Regions from separate parts of the Mus musculus genome. Here region 2 is linked to region 1. The links are chromatin contacts, called in public HiCAR-type maps. All regions are on one chromosome and are shown on one strand. Each heading gives the region's core, a stretch centred on a gene start, on an enhancer-like site or on the middle of the called end of the contact. The rest is flanking DNA. Distances are from core to core; before and after follow the strand shown. Region 1 holds the start of Hoxa10 (homeobox A10). Region 2 overlaps Jazf1 (JAZF zinc finger 1).

Region 1 (2,700 bases), core at 10-2,509:
GGGAGGAGGGCTGCTCGCTGGTGTTCTCATCCCCCAAGTCTGGGTGAGCAGGGGCCAGAGCTGAGGACGTCTTGGTGTGGGGCCCTAAGCCGGACGTGGATTTTTACAGCATCCCCACGCCCAAATATTAAAAACAAGTTCAGAAGGTCAGCCTGCCGTCAGTTTGGGCCAAGGCCTACGGCTGCCGCGCGGGCTTCTGGTCCTCTGCTCCTTCCTTGTGGGTCTGTCTGTCTGTCTGTCTGCCCGTCTGACTTGAGCCCTCGGTTGAGCTCTGCTTACCCAGGGAGTCCTTCTCCGGCGAAGCTTTACTGTTTTCTGAAGGGGCTGGAGACAGCTCCTCAGCCGCCGAGGATGACGCGTGTGCCTCCTCGTCGCCCTGCGAGCCGCCGCCACCGGTGCAAACCAGAGTGGGTGGTGGCGTGGAGTCTAGGACTCGCTCCTTCCCGGCTGCCTCGGTCGAGCCAGAGGCCAGTGCGGGCGGCGGGTCGAAACCGCGCCCCGGGGGCTGCGCAGGAAAGGGACTAGCGAGCTGCTGCGTGCCGCCGCCGCCACTGCCGAAGCCCTTGGCCGTGCCGTAGGCCTGCGACAGGCGGAAGTAGCCGGGTACTGGCACTCCGCTGGAGGCGCCCAGGGCGCAGCCGTCGGGCGGCGGGCCCCGCGGGAAAGGGGCCAGATCAGCGGCGGCCGAGCCCTTGGGGCATTTGTCCGCAGCATCGTAGAGGCAGTAGGAGCTCTCTTCTTTGATGTTCTGCGCAAAAGAACACGAAGTGGCCTGTGGCTGGGGTTGAGGTGGCTGCGGCGGGGGCGGCGGCGGCTGCTGCTGCTGCTGCTGGGGTTGTGGCTGCGGTGGCGGCGGCCCGTCGGGCGGCTCCATCCGGCAGGAGCGGGGCGCGTCCAGCCACAGGTCTAGGGGCGCGGGCGCGTAGCCATGCGTCCCAGGACCCAGGCCCCCGCTGCCACCACCGCCACCGCCTCCGGGCGACGGCGCTTCATTACGCTTGCTGCCCAGCGCGGGGAAGAGCCCGCAGCTTTGCAGCCCGTAGGGCAGGTCGCTGGCAGGCGGCAGGTAGACCCCACCGTGGGCGTAGTAGCCACCTCCACCGCCCCCCGCGCTACCGCCACCAACACCAGCCTCGCCTCTGCCTGAGCTGATGAGCGAGTCGACCAAAAAGGAGTTCGCGGCAGGGCTCTCCGAGCATGACATTGTTGTGGGATAATTTGGCGAAGGGAGCAGATAGCCCTTTCTGGCTGACATTTCTTGTGCAAAACATGCTGAATACGATTAGCAATCCCCCCCGCACCGCGGCGGGCGCTTGCAGCCAATCCCGAGCCAGAGTTTCCACGCGACCACTCCCAGTTTGGTTTCGTAGGCGCGGGGCCGCTCTCTGAGGGCGCCCTCGGAGCCCGCGATTGATATAAATATGTAATCTGTATTGATGGGCCAGAAGACGCACGCCTGACACCTATGGCTCAAAGGCCGGAACTGTGGGGGCTGCCTCAAAGTGGAGGTTGGGGGACCTGGCTCTTGAACCTGTACCCCCCCCCCCCCCATGCAAGGGACTATTTGGAAGCACCCTTGGGCTCTGCGCTGTTAACAAGTGGAGTGTTTATGATGTGCACCCCAGCCAACCTTGGGTGCTCCCATGTCTGCTATGGAGTGGCCATGAGTCCCCGTCGCCTTGATCATTTAAACGGGCCCTGTAGCAGGCTAGCTATCCTATACATTTCTGGGCCTGGAGCTGGCCTCAATTCTTAAGTTTGGCTTCCCAAAGTGGCTGGTAAAAAAGTCATACTAAGGCTGTCAAGATCTTTGGACGGTCCAGAACCTACAGTAAACCAGTACGGCCTCAAACATCTCACAAAGAATGAATATTGTCCGAAATCCATCGGCCGATGATCAATGCCTGGATCCTCTGTCCTCACTGTCTTACACCATCCTCTGGTCAGTGAAGGTTTTTCTCCTTCACTGTGATCAATCGGTTCATGCTCTCTACTCCTGTCATCCAACCTTGCACAGCTGCCTTAGTGAGGTGAAAAATCAATAGACTGGCAAGAGCCCACCACCACCACCACCACCACTCCCGACCTCCCAAACCACAGTTCAGAGGCAAACGCATACTCCCCATCCTCTACCTTTAGAGGACTAGAATGCTGGCTTTGGGTCTCTGGCCTTTCTGTGCTGGCAGAACTGGAAGGAAAACCTTGGGAGAATGTGTCTAGCAAATACCTCCGCCACACTGCTTTCTCTCTCGCTCTCCTTTGAGCCTAAACATTCCTTGGCTCCAGGAGGTTCTGACCAAACCTGTCTGTACCCCACTCTACCCCCAAAGACATGGCGAGGGCAGTCCTTTTCCCAGCCATTTTTGTCGTATACTGTGCACATTTTAACAAGGTGGTGATGAGGAAGTCCATTCCCTAGGAGGCTGAGCTGGGTTTGGGCCCTATTATAAGAGACTCTAGAGCCCAGGGTGCTACCTTTGGGCAATTGAAAATGGTCAGCCTACGGCATGCTAGCCCCCAAATGTGGACCTTATATCAAACTTAGGAAAGGTGACCTTTTTCGGCAGGATCCATGGAGCTTGCATAGTGGATGCTTTACTTCTGACCTGTGGGTTACAGGGTCTCCAGGATGCCCCAGTCCTGCCAGCTCCAGTTGGAACTAGAGAGCTACTGACTGCCCAGGACCCTTGAACCACATTG
Region 2 (2,700 bases), core at 180-2,679, 680 kb after region 1:
AGTCTGCATTTACATGGAGTTTTTATCTTTCCGTTAGTCTGTCTGTAAATGAAACTCGGAGAAAAGCTTTGCAGGTGCTTCCTTTATCTCAACTGGTATCTCCAGAGTGACTACCCTTTTGCTCCCCAGTATGCCCCACCTCCCAGCCCAGAGCTTAATAGAGCATGCTCACACTTCAGCACAGTCCCAGCTACTCTAACTGAACTGGGATGAAAGACCCACTATGTGAAGCACCTGCACACAGTTCGTCTAGGCCTGAAAGCCACTGTAGTGCTGGACAGGGTAAGCCCTATGGATGCTCTCTTCTGGACCAGCACCCAGCATTGACCTTTTACAGAAACAGAAGGCCATTCAGGATGGGTCGTGTACTAGAATATTAAAGAGCCTCTCAAGCTGCCTGTAGGGCCTGGTCCAGCTGCAGGGGGAGGGGCACCTAGGGTTTCTGATGTGCATCAAAGATTCCAGTGACTCTGATCCTGCTGATGATACTAGGGGCAGCTCCTCGAAGCACTGCACTTAAATGACCACAGCAGTCTGGTAACCTTGGATTAGGTAACAGTGTCATGGGTAACTGCAGGCTACAGGCTTCTCTGGTGCAGTAGCCAACGGTAGCGATACTATCAGGAACATTAAGGAGGGAATGATGACACTGGTCCTTAATCCTATCACACTGTGGGTCACAGTGAGACAAGGACTGAGGAAACTTGTCCCGGGAGACTCCAAGCCAGGGAGCAATCCTTAGTTTCAGCACTCATATCTGAATCACTGATCATATGTTCCTTAGTTTAGAGACACAGGGTGTGGCCAGCAAGAACAACAAACTGCCTCTAATATTTTAATAAAAATCACAGCAAACTTTCCTAGCAATGGGCCCAAGATCAACTTTTCTGAAAGCAACTAGTGGTAGACCTGGGCTGGAAACCAACCCATGGCTGCTTGTTAAATCAACTCAAGCAGTAGATCTTACAGCTGTAAAAATAGTGGTTTAAAATCCAAGCTAACAGCCACCCAAATAGATGCTATACTTAAGTTTTAAATCCACATACTCTTCAACCACTGTCAGCTAAGAAACAGGGGAAAGGAATAAAGAAAAGGCCAAGAGCATCAGTTTTTCTCAAGAGGACACTGGCTTCTGGCTCCAGTAATTTCAAGCGCAGAAGCCATGGCCAGTGATTCACAGGGAATCATGAGGGTGACTTGGGCAGGGTTTCTCTCCCTACCCCTGGGGATCTATCTGTGCCATGACCTCCAGCTAGCAGTGTGAAACTGTAAGTGTCAGAAAACTCAATACTTCTGGGTTGTCTGATGTTGATCTTTGAGGAGTTTCTGGAGTAGAAATAAACAGGAAATTGTTGCCTCTGAAAAGGCTCTCTGTTCCTAGGAAGGCAATAGCATGAAGATGTGAGGTCGTCCACAGGACAGCCACACACCTACCAGCACACATAGAGCCACATACACGGGGCTTGATGGATCCTCAGGCACTCTTACTCCAGACCTCTTATAAGCATGACCGAAAGGGGTGGGGAGAAGGGGGGGGGGGCTCTGTAATCTATAGCTTTCTAAGACACACTTTTAGAGCTTAGAGAGTGACTGACATAGCCTCCAAGTCCTCAGAGAACTTTGGCATAGATTCTTTTGGGCTATTCCAGGAACCATGTGGGAAAGGGAATGGGTTTTTGTTTGTTTGTTTGTTTGTTTGTTTTATTTTTCTTTCATTTTGAAAATTAAGGAACTGAACAGACATAGTCACAAAAGCTATGGGGAAACTGGCTAACTGTTACAAGTTGTCAAAAAAGGACATCAGGTCAAAACTAAGCAAATCCAAACAAATCATGAGCTCTATTCTAGTTAACAATGTATCACTATCCTAATCTAACCAAGATGTCAGTAATGTGAAAAAACTGGGTTTGGGAATACTAAATAATTCTGTATTTTTTCTGTAAACTTAAAACAAAAAGGTTGTTTAAAAACGAGGGAACAGATGATACTCAGACAATAAAAGGCAGACACAGCTGCACTGTTTTCTGTATGCTTAAGATTTTTTTAGAAGAGTTTGTAATTGAAAATATTTTAGGCTTTGAAGCTATAAAATACACACACACACAATCAATCTTGTATGTGTGCACACACACACATATACATAGATGCACACAGGTACACACACACACACACAGATGTACACTCATACACACTTCAAAAATCGTTTTCTCAAAGAAGTAAAGGATTTGTATGGAGAAAAAATGCTATGCTCCTAAAAGACCTGAAATATACCTCAGCAATCTGTTGCTATGGATCCTTTGAGAAGCAGCCACCATGTTCCTGACACATGACGCAGGAAGAAGACGGACTTGGTCCATCCACCTCCAATGACCCAGGCCCCACATCTCCCTGACACGCACTGAAGGCTCCACATTTTCCTGTGAGGATATTTGCTCCTTGAGGCTTGCGTCCCAACAAATTCTCTTCCAATGGTGGGTTACAGCATAGGGAATACTGCCCCTTCACACATCAGTGACATCTGAATGACATCCATAGAAAGCATGAACTGCAAGGTGAAAATCTACCCCAGATTTACAGCCAAGCCATTAGCCATCTGTCTACGTTCATCCTTTGCTGAAGACTGGATGGCCTTAAATCAGTGGGGAAACCTACAAGCTTTCATTTGGGAATAGTGATGACTCAGCTGTAATTACAGCTTTT

Evidence for each region. HiCAR-type assays count read pairs that join an accessible place to other places.
Region 2: a HiCAR-type map of fibro-adipogenic progenitors shows a contact between it and region 1, with 7 times the contacts expected there. The contact joins the enhancer-like site here to the promoter of Hoxa10 in region 1. A contact is called at or near these places in 13 of 39 promoter capture datasets (the C10 cell line, the HPC-7 cell line, HPC-7-derived erythroid cells and 9 more), 2 of 484 Hi-C or Micro-C datasets (the P5424 cell line and bone marrow-derived macrophages), 13 of 115 datasets of contacts at active chromatin or transcription factors (DN3 thymocytes, acute myeloid leukemia, double positive thymocytes and 10 more) and 4 of 9 other capture datasets (adipose tissue, liver, macrophages and 1 more).

What each region holds. Positions count from the first base shown.
Region 1 is chr6:52,233,680-52,236,379 of GRCm38.p6, forward strand. It overlaps Hoxa10 (homeobox A10), which reads right to left and starts at 1,260. Exons shown (of 2, transcript NM_008263.3): 1 at 280-1,260. The coding sequence starts at 1,255.
Region 2 is chr6:52,912,447-52,915,146 of GRCm38.p6, forward strand. The region is part of intron 1 of Jazf1 (JAZF zinc finger 1); the gene reads right to left. Among named protein-coding and RNA genes, the nearest start is that of Gm52903, 47 kb to the left of the region's middle. Within about 2 kb of position 1,430, at least 14 of the 459 cell types and tissues checked have an H3K27ac peak or open chromatin away from gene starts, as enhancers often do. A contact at or near this core is called in adipose tissue and fibro-adipogenic progenitors, where this site is marked.